Linked DNA regions of Mus musculus: region 1 is linked to region 2. A link is a contact called in public promoter capture Hi-C data. All regions are on one chromosome and are shown on one strand. The core of a region is the stretch at or near the end of the contact, and the rest is flanking DNA. Distances in the headings are between cores, read along the strand shown. Region 1 holds the start of Fam3b (family with sequence similarity 3, member B). Region 2 has its middle 47 kb from the start of Bace2.

Region 1 (4,445 bases), core at 196-2,695, 190 kb before region 2:
TGTATATGTGGTGTTCTCAGCATTGGGACAATACTTAAGTCCTCAGGAAGAAGCCTGACTAAATGTCTTTGTCATCTGGTCCCTCTAATTTGGGAGGACTGGAGCAGGTGAGAACAGTGTGCTTTCTTTGTCTCCTTGGATGAAACAACACAGAAAGTCTCATAAACGCCACTGTACGAGAGCAGGTTAGGGAAGGGTTTATTCTAGCTCATAGCCCATTGTGGTGCTGCCAGGATTTACTAGGTATGTTAGCATATGAGAACATGCCTCTACAATGTTCTGGAAAAGGAAGTAGAAGTATTGGCTTCGTAGTGTTCTCATATGCTAGAGTACCTAGTCAATCCTAGCAGCAGAAAAATGAGGTCAGTTGTGTTTTCAGTCAGGAATCAGCAAGAGATGGATGCTGTTGCTTAGTACATTTTCTCTGTTTCATTCAGTTCAGGACCCTAGATCATGGAATGATGCCACCCATATCCAGGGTGGTCCCTCCTATTTTGATTAACTGATCTAGAAAACCCCTCAAACACATGCCCAGAGATTTGTCTCCTAGGTGAATCTAGATCTTGTCAAGCTGACGTTCAATACTAACTGTCATGTCATAGCCAATACTTCTTCCTTTTCCAGAACATTGTAGAGACATGTTCTCATATGCTAGAGTACCTTGTGTTGTATGACTCAACTCTTTGGGCTCCTTGGAAGAGGAGGAACAAGGATGGAATAGAATTCCTACAGCTGGACTGGAGTCTCAGCTTGCCTTAGTTACTTAAGACCACTGTGACTCTAATGAGCTAAAAAGTTCTGTGAAAACCTGAACCCTGGAGATTGAGAGGGTACTGTGCCTACTCAGGTGGAAGGGTGGGTAAACCTAGGAAGCCTTCACCCATTCACTTGACACCATTTCTGAGTCCCATGTCCTTGTATATACATATCCCAAGGGACCTGGAGCTCTTTCTCACCTCATTTCCCTAAAATAATCATCCCATCAGTAAAGAAGGAAGGGGTTGGCACCACACTGGGTCACATGTCAGCAAGGGGGCAGTGTGACGACTTTGGACACAATGTAGAGCCTTGGCATTTGGAGCAGGAGCTTTGCTCTAGGATTCTGTGTTCATGAGGCTTGAGCCAGTCTATACTTTACTGCCATTTCTTGTGAAACTAAGGTCGGGAATACTATTGTTAGGGGCGCCTTAAAGTAAACTCTTGGTGTTCTTTCTCTGATTACATTAGCTCTAGCCTTTGGCCGTCTGTAGCCCCAGGTGAACAGGACAGAAAGTGCCTCCTGCTTCTTAGGTGACCCTGGAGCTCCAGGGTGCTACCAGCTGTGCAGCCCCACCCATACCTGTTAGCCTGCCAGTCTGCCAGCTACTCTGAACCTTCCTGCTTTATGGATCCTCCCATTTGCTGGGAATTGGTCCACCCTTTTCTGCCTGCCCCAAGGGCGGTCATAATCTATGTGCAGCTCAAGCAGGTAGGCCAGCTTTCATAGGTCCCTGGGGATTGCAGCCAAGAGCTGAGTAGAAAGAGAGCAGTTTCTGGAAGATGCGTCCAGTTGCTACAGGTGAGTACCAGTACAGCTAGACTTGCTTCTGTGTGGGTGGAGGTGGCAGCATCCCTCTGCCTCCTTAACTGCCAAGCTGAAACAGAAGGTGAAGGCTCTGGACAAGCCACCTCTTGTGAGACCTAGGATCCTTGTGGGAACCAAAATCTGGGAGGTTAAGGGGTGAGAGCTGAGATTTCTGAGAGGGCTACCCCTCTCTCCATCTCTTCTTATTACTCAATGGGGGTGGGGTTATATTTACTCTCCTACCTACACAGTAGACATCAGGTGAGGGTGGGCAGGGGTGACCAAGATGGCTTAGTCCTGGGGACCATCCTATCAGAGTGAGAGGCCCTAGAACAAGGACAGCTGGGTAGGGGTTGGCTGCTAGCTGGGGTTAGCTGACCAGCTTAGGAATTTATGAAAAGTGGAAAGGACAGCAAGACAGCCCCATTTGGGGTTTACTTGGGGAAGTGAGAAGTGGGAACCCCGATTACTGGTGGTCTTGACAACACACAAGCACCCTTTCTTGGGTTTTTATTTTTCTCAGGGTCCTTGACATTGGCATGAGACTTGGGAAGACAGTAAAGGGGGAGAAAGCTCACTGTTTCCCTCAGCTCTTGAGTCTCCCAGAGCCTGCCTTCTGTGGATAGAGTTCTGTCATTCCTTGTCTCATTTACACCGTGAAGAAGCCAACTTCTCTGAGGGCAAGCACCATGGCAGTGGCAGCAGCGTGGCAAACACAGCAGGCGCTGTGCAAACATGGCAGACCTAGAAAGGGGAAGTGTCCTTGACTTCCCTCTCAGGCCTCTTTCCTGCTTCTGCACTGATTTGGGTGTCCTGTAGGGTAGGTGGATGGAGGTGTGTGTGTACATGTGCATCTGTATGAACAAGGGCAGCATGCATGATGTACTGTTGCAGAACAGTCCTCTTTGTGTGACTGAGCTCTGTGGTTTTTGCATAGTGACATTTCTTAGGGCACATCCCTGGCCCTGACAAATGAACATAAATGAAGCATGTCCCTCATATGGGACACTGGCTTTCATTCCTGTGCTTTTGGAAGAATGGTTTCATTATTTCCATATAGTACAGTTAGAAAATCATTTTCCTGACTACATATAGAAAGAGCTGAAGTTACTAGTTGTGTTCTCTCACAGACAGCTATTTTCTACCCAGCCCTTGTGACATACACAAGAGCTGTGTGGCTCATTTGTGCAAAGATTTCAGGTAATTTCATAGTTGTACTTCTTCATCAGGTGTGGTTGTAAGAGTAGGGGCTGTGTTACCTTGGTGAGCTAAGGGTTTGGCTGTGCTCTTGGAGTAGACTTTTTCATTGACTCAGCTGTCTAGCTTTAGATTTGTTCTCACCGGGCCTAGGAAGCTGCCACAATACCATCCCCATAGATATCTTCTCCATCAGCTGGGGTGTTGACAAGGTGGTTAATGGTGGCACTTCCTTCCCCAAAATCCTCAATGGACAGGGCAAGGAGGCAGTGGACACCAAAGTCAGCTAAGCCCTGAGAGATGGCTCTTTAGCCTCAGACTTCCTGGCTTTCCAGGTCTAAAAGGCGTAGATGTCACCAGCAACTTGGATGAATGTTGGCAAGCATTAGGGACAGCTTCATTGTCCTCTCTCAGATCGGAAGAAACCTATTACCAAGACAAATCGTCTTCTTCCAAGTGTGTCTGTGTCATATCACCTCTTCCTAAAAAGACACAATCAATTGGATCAGGGTCCTTCTAGTTACCTCATTTTAACTTATCTTCCCCTTTAAAGATTCTTTGAGTCATAAAATTCTTTGCATAGCGTCATATAGTCTTAAGGTTGATTTCTTGTTGACTCTTTAGTTATATGGCCAGGCTTCAGAGGCCCTAGGCATTTGACAGTGAGGAAAAGTCTAGAACACATATACACACACATATGGACATACATGCAGGTGCATGTACTTTCACAGAATACATAAATCTAAGGACCAAGTACTTTGATATCAACTAGTAGCCTCCTATGCCAAGTGCTGGTTTTATGTCATAAATGGATCAAAGGTGCTTACCTAAGTCTTAAACGCGTTCTCACGACCGGCCAGGAAGAACACAACAAACCAGAATCTTCTGCGGCAAAACTTTATTGCTTACATCTTCAGGAGCAGGAGCGCAAGCCCCCAGCCCCAAAAACGAAAAGCCCCCTGCTTACATCTTTAGGAGCCAGAGCGCCAGAGCGTCAGAGCGCCAGAGCGCAGAGCAAGAGAGAGAATGGCGGAAACCCCGTCCCCCTTTAAGGAGAATTATCCTTCGCCTAGGACGCATCACTCCCTGATTGGCTGCAGCCCATGGCCGAGTTGACGTCATGGGAAAGGCAGAGTACATGTAGTGGAAAAATACCCTTGGCACATGCGCAGATTATTTGTTTACCACTTAGAACACAGCTGTCAGCGCCATCTTGTGACGGCGAATGTGGGGGCGGCTCCCAACACCTAAGTCGATGGCTTTATCACTATATGAGCAAAGACTGGGCTCTGGTTACAGAACCACAGACAAGGTCTTAGGCTGTTCTTCCTCCCTCATCTCTGAAGCTGCTGGATCTCTTCCCATCAGGGCAGTCACCAACCTGAGGTGCTGGGAGCCATTTTCCGAGTCTCCGGCCTCCCACCTTCCAGAAGCACCTTCCTTGTGTTCAGTTCTGGTGCCAAGTCTTTGCTGCTATTAGTGCTGGTAGACAGTTTTGACAGACTGTCTGTGTCCTGTCTGCCCAGGGATGTAGAGAGTCTGTGTTGTAGCCTCCTGGAGATATGATAGGGACTGAATTGTGCCCAAATACCTGTGCTAAAGTTCTGTCCGTCAGGATCTCAGAATGGGACTGCATTTAAAGTGTTCAGATGAGTTCAAATGAGCTCATAGGTTAGAGCCAGGA
Region 2 (4,762 bases), core at 413-2,912:
ACTCTGCAACAAGGACTGGTGGTGCCAGGAGAGACTAGTCACCAGCCTCCACTTTGATATGTTAAATAGGTGCAGCTCAGCCTCTGTCCCTGTTTCTTTGAGACCTCACAAAGATGGTGTCCCCTGAGGCAAGCAGTCAATGTCTGGTAGAGACAGAGTGTCTGCTGGAGAAAATGGAAAATTCTAAGGTGGATGCTGGAGGTAGTTTATACAGTGTCAATGTGACACTAACTTCAGCCTAAAAGTTGTCAGGACATATAATTTAATGTTCTTGGAATAAAATCAACCTGGGAAGGTCATGTGCTGAGGTTACAATTTGTATGTGAGCTTCCTTAGTGCCTCTGCCTGCGGGACAGTTGGACAGGGTCTGAGGAACCGCCTGCGGAGAGAATGAGGGGTGAGGAACACAAGGACGGACAGCAAGTCTGATTGATCAAGCTGTCAAATTTTTATTTTTCCCAGGCAGGTTTTATGCCCACAGAAGCAGGGTATGGGGAGGGAGATGACGCAGAATCGCTCTTTGTTTCTGGGAGAACTCACCTGTTCCCAAAAGCAGGATATTGGCTAGGTAAAAAGTTCAGCAGGAGGAACAGAACAGAATGGGTTGCTAGGTACCTGTGCATAAGATCTATAGCTATTTGTTCTTAACTGAGGGTAGTATTTTCCCACGGAGGCCTCAACTTTCCCCACAAAAATCTCAACTAAGCTAATACTTTTCCACTAAGGCCAAAACTTTATAAGTAAGCACTTATGGCTGACAACGCAGTTAACATTCAAACAGGGTCAGTGGCTCCCAACACCTTAGGAAGAAGAACAACAGGGGAGGGGGGCATCTCACATGTTTATTTCCCAGCCTGAAGGTTAGCTGTTTGTTTTTTTGTTATCTTGTTTTGTTTATTTCTTTTCAATTTTACATAAACAACTACGGTTATTTAGAAAGGGAAACCTCAAAAATGCCTCCATAAGTTTTGTCTGTAGGCAAGGGTATGGGACATATTCTCCATTAATGATTGGTGTGGGAGGCCCTGGCTGACTCTGGGCAGTGTCACCCTGGGCAGATGGTTCTGGACTAGATAAGAAAGCAGGCAGAGAGGGTGAGTCATGAAGAACAAGCCAGTAAGTGCCCCTCATCCCTGACCTCATTTTCACCTCCTCCCTCCAGGTTCCTGTTTGACTTCCTGCCCTGGCTTCCTTTGATAGAATAAAGGCTGTAAGATGCAATAAACCCTTTCTTCCCCAAGTCGTTTTTGATCACTGTATTGTTGTAGCCATAAAAGGATAACAATCAGGTCCTGTTCACAGGTCACTTTGGCCCCAAAGGACTCCAGGCTCTATGGCATGTCTAGCTCAGCTCTGGGGAGTAAGGCTGAGAGTAGAATTTAAAGACCCACTGAGATAGATTCACAAGGAAGGTTAAAGATATCCAATTGCTGGGGTCTTTTGAATGTTAGGCCCAATTCTCTCTGACCAGGCAGGCTTCTTAGATGACCCGCTCTCAGGACCCTCATCTGTGTGTGTGTAAGTGTACGTGTATATGTGTGTGTTTATGTGTCTCTCTGTGTGTATGTGTGAGTGTGTGTGCATGTGGTAGGGGGCACTCAGTACTTACCTCAGAGCTTCTCTGACTAGAGAAAGAGTGTAGAGGGAAAGGTCACCCCCTGCCCCCTCCCCCACATCCTTCCTGTTCATGTAAACCAGAGTGCCTTGAACTTACCTCCCTGCCTTTGCTATCCTTTCAAGTGTGGGAATGTGGCAATTGCATGGAGGCCCCAGGCTCCTAGAAAATCTTCCCTGGGGGATACAGGGCCAATAAGTCACCTCTTTCATATGGAGGGCATCATAGCTTGTGGTTTTGGCTGCAAAAGGAAGCATGAATGGGGTGAAGGGTAGCTTGTGCTAGACTTTGCCTTAATTAGCGAAAAGCCTTGTGACCATTTTGGGGTGTGTGTGTGTGTGTGTGTGTGTGTGTGTGTGTGTGTGTGTGTGATGAATTCAGGTAGGTGTTTACTTCCTCCTCCAGGACCACTGTAAGGTCATGCCTACAGAGCTCCTAGTGTTAATCCTGGGAGTCTCAAGAGAGAAAACCAAACAAAACAGTTCTACAATTTTGAGCCAAACTGGAAGCAAGTTTTAACTAAATACTGACCAGGATGGATTTTGGTCAGGACCACTCTCTGGAATTCCCAGGGAGAAACCATAAGACATGTGTTGTAGTAGCATTTTAAAAACAAAACCATGCAGTCACTGTGTTTTCCCATGTGGCCATTGATTTAGTTAGGGTGTTACTGCTGTGAACAGACACCATAACCAAGGAAAGTCTTATAGAGGACAAAATTTAATTAAGGCTGGTTTACAGGTCCAGAGGTTCAGTCCATTATCGTCAAGGTGGGAGCAGGGCAGTGTCTAGGCAGGCATGGTGCAGGAGGAAATGAGAGTTCTACATCTTCATCTGAAGGCAGCTAGCAGATCCTGGCTTCCAGGCAGCAAGGATGAAGGTCTTAAAGCCCATACTCACAGTGACACACTTCCTCCAAAAAGACCATACCTACTCCAACAGGGTCACACCTTCTAATAGTACCACTCCCTGGGCCAAGCATATGCAAACCATCACAGTCGTCATTTGAACTGTACTTCCTGCTAATTTACCTTTCTCAGATCTCTGATGGCATTGATGACTAGGCTAACTGTAGCCCTGTCAGCTTGGCAGCAGCAGGCAACCAATTCCTTCCCTCAAGGCTGCAACCACCTTGTTAGTTGTCTAAAGCTACTAGGTCTCTTGTCAAGAAAAGGCAGGCAGGCTTGCGTTGCTAACAAGATAAGGCAAGGTTTCAGGTGTAACTTTGCACGAAGGGAACATGCTTTGCAATAATTGTTCTCAGTAATAACTACTTGTGACTCTGAAAAATGGTTAGATTTAAAAAAAAATAAGGTTTAAAATCCATGCAAGTTCTGAGTGTCTAAAAAGATGTTCTAAGGTATAGAGGGTCTGCAGATGTAAAAGCTTAAAAAAGTTCTGAGGGTCTCAGAAAATGATTTAAGATGTATAGATACAAATTCTAAAAGGCATAAAACATGGTTCAAGGCATGTGAAAATGGAAAATGTTTCAGATTTCTTTTACCCTTCTATGCTATTGTTACACTAAGATTTCAAAAATTCAGAGTTTTAACATTGACCAATAGAGTTCTGATAAACTGGTAGAACACTGACTACTTCCTATTCAGTCACAAGCTCAAGATTTTAAATTTCCTTTGGTTGTCTTCTAAGTATTGACTTAAAGGTACTTTTCACTGGGCTAAAACATCTCTGCCCAATCTATATATCTGGCTCTCTGAACAGAAGAAAAAAATGTTCATGCATTTTAACTTAAAGCTACAGTTTTTGCTAGGACTCAAAGGCATAAGTCTATTCTAGCTATTTTATAATGTGGATTTCAATACAGATTAATGCTAATATATTTAGAAGTTTTATTTCTTTTCGTAAACTATAAATTCATGTAAGCTTCAGGAATCAAAGAAGTCATATGACTTGGATCTGCCTGTCACAGATCAAATGACTCCAGAAGCAGCCTATGTTTCTGTTTCATTCCTGTCTATTTCTGAAAGTGGGATCTCTGCTCCGGTCTTAGATTCTTCTCCTTCCCCAATTACTAGGACCATGGACTTGGAAGTTCCAAATGTAAATCCCTAAATTTTAACGTCTTTACCTACTCTATATTTGTCCCAGCAGATTTCCATGTGGCTGACAGACTCCACCCAGGTGATCACCTATGGACTGCAAACTACAGAGCTCTGGACTTTGCTGAAAGCTGATGCGAACCAGTCTGGCCAATGCTTCCTATCTCTCCAGCTGGGCCAGCTAACTGGATGCTGCTGATGAGTTCCCCATTGCTCAGACTTTGACCAGCCTTTCAGCCTTCCTGGGCTCCGACAAGAGTATCTTAGTTCCATCTGGAAGCAGTTACAGAAGAAAACACGTCATCCTTTGTTCCCTAACAGGCCGAAAGGCTAAGTCATCTGGAAACTCCCTGGCATAGGGGACAAAATGGCTATCCATAATGCCAGTTAGCATGCCAGGAATGAAAGAGGCCTGCATTTATCAAAAGGTAGATTTATTAAGTGAAATAGTGAGGATTGTAAAGCACTTGGCCTGCTTTTTGCAGAACCAAGAGATATTATGTGGCTTTAAAAAAAAAGTATTGTTTCTAAACAAATCATTTGGGTTTATAATCTGCTATATTCAGAGAAGTATTACAAAAAGGAGAGAGACCTGAACTGAAATAAATGGCTGATACCCTGACTCTTTTCAGACTCCATCTAGATAGTAACTCTGATGTCAGCCATCACAGGGCCTTTGGCCCCTCTGCTTCTACAAATTACTATTGGCTCTTACATCACTGATGTCTCAACTTGATGGTAATTTCTATCTGGGTACCATTAAGCTGATGGTTGTTAGATCCCAATATAAACAAGTACCCATCACAGGGTCAAGGAATTTTCCCAGGATACAATTCAACTAGGGAATGTAATAACCTACAGTTAACCTATAAGCCCCACCTGCTCAAAGACCAGGTAACTTCTTGGAATGCTGGGAATTGTAGTTCTTGAAAAGAACAAAACTACATGGGAAAAAAAATGGTGGCCATATGGTTTTTTTCCTTACAAGCCCCTACAACATCTTATCTTGTGTTATCTTGTGGCCACTTACTGGGAATTCCAGAGAATGGTCCCAGCCCCTTTTCTATAAAAACCCTTAGCTTCCAAG

Evidence for each region. Promoter capture Hi-C pulls out the DNA fragments that hold promoters and counts their contacts.
Region 1: a contact with region 2 is called in a promoter capture Hi-C map of trophoblast stem cells, with 6 times the contacts expected there. The contact joins the promoter of Fam3b here to the enhancer-like site in region 2. A contact is called at or near these places in 10 of 39 promoter capture datasets (the C10 cell line, HPC-7-derived erythroid cells, embryonic stem cells and 3 more), 2 of 15 datasets of contacts at CTCF or cohesin (embryonic stem cells and stem cell-derived epiblast-like cells), 63 of 484 Hi-C or Micro-C datasets (the Ba/F3 cell line, the C2C12 cell line, CD8 T cells and 22 more), 8 of 115 datasets of contacts at active chromatin or transcription factors (the HPC-7 cell line, bone marrow-derived dendritic cells, embryonic stem cells and 1 more) and 4 of 9 other capture datasets (adipose tissue, embryonic stem cells, liver and 1 more).

What each region holds. Positions count from the first base shown.
Region 1 is chr16:97,501,936-97,506,380 of GRCm38.p6, reverse strand. Fam3b (family with sequence similarity 3, member B) reads left to right here and starts at 1,445. Exons shown (of 8, transcript NM_020622.3): 1 at 1,445-1,558. The coding sequence starts at 1,540.
Region 2 is chr16:97,306,996-97,311,757 of GRCm38.p6, reverse strand. No RefSeq gene overlaps it. Among named protein-coding and RNA genes, the nearest start is that of Bace2, 47 kb to the left of the region's middle. Within about 2 kb of position 1,662, at least 59 of the 459 cell types and tissues checked have an H3K27ac peak or open chromatin away from gene starts, as enhancers often do. A contact at or near this core is called in the C2C12 cell line, CD8 T cells, the G1E-ER4 cell line and 7 more, where this site is marked.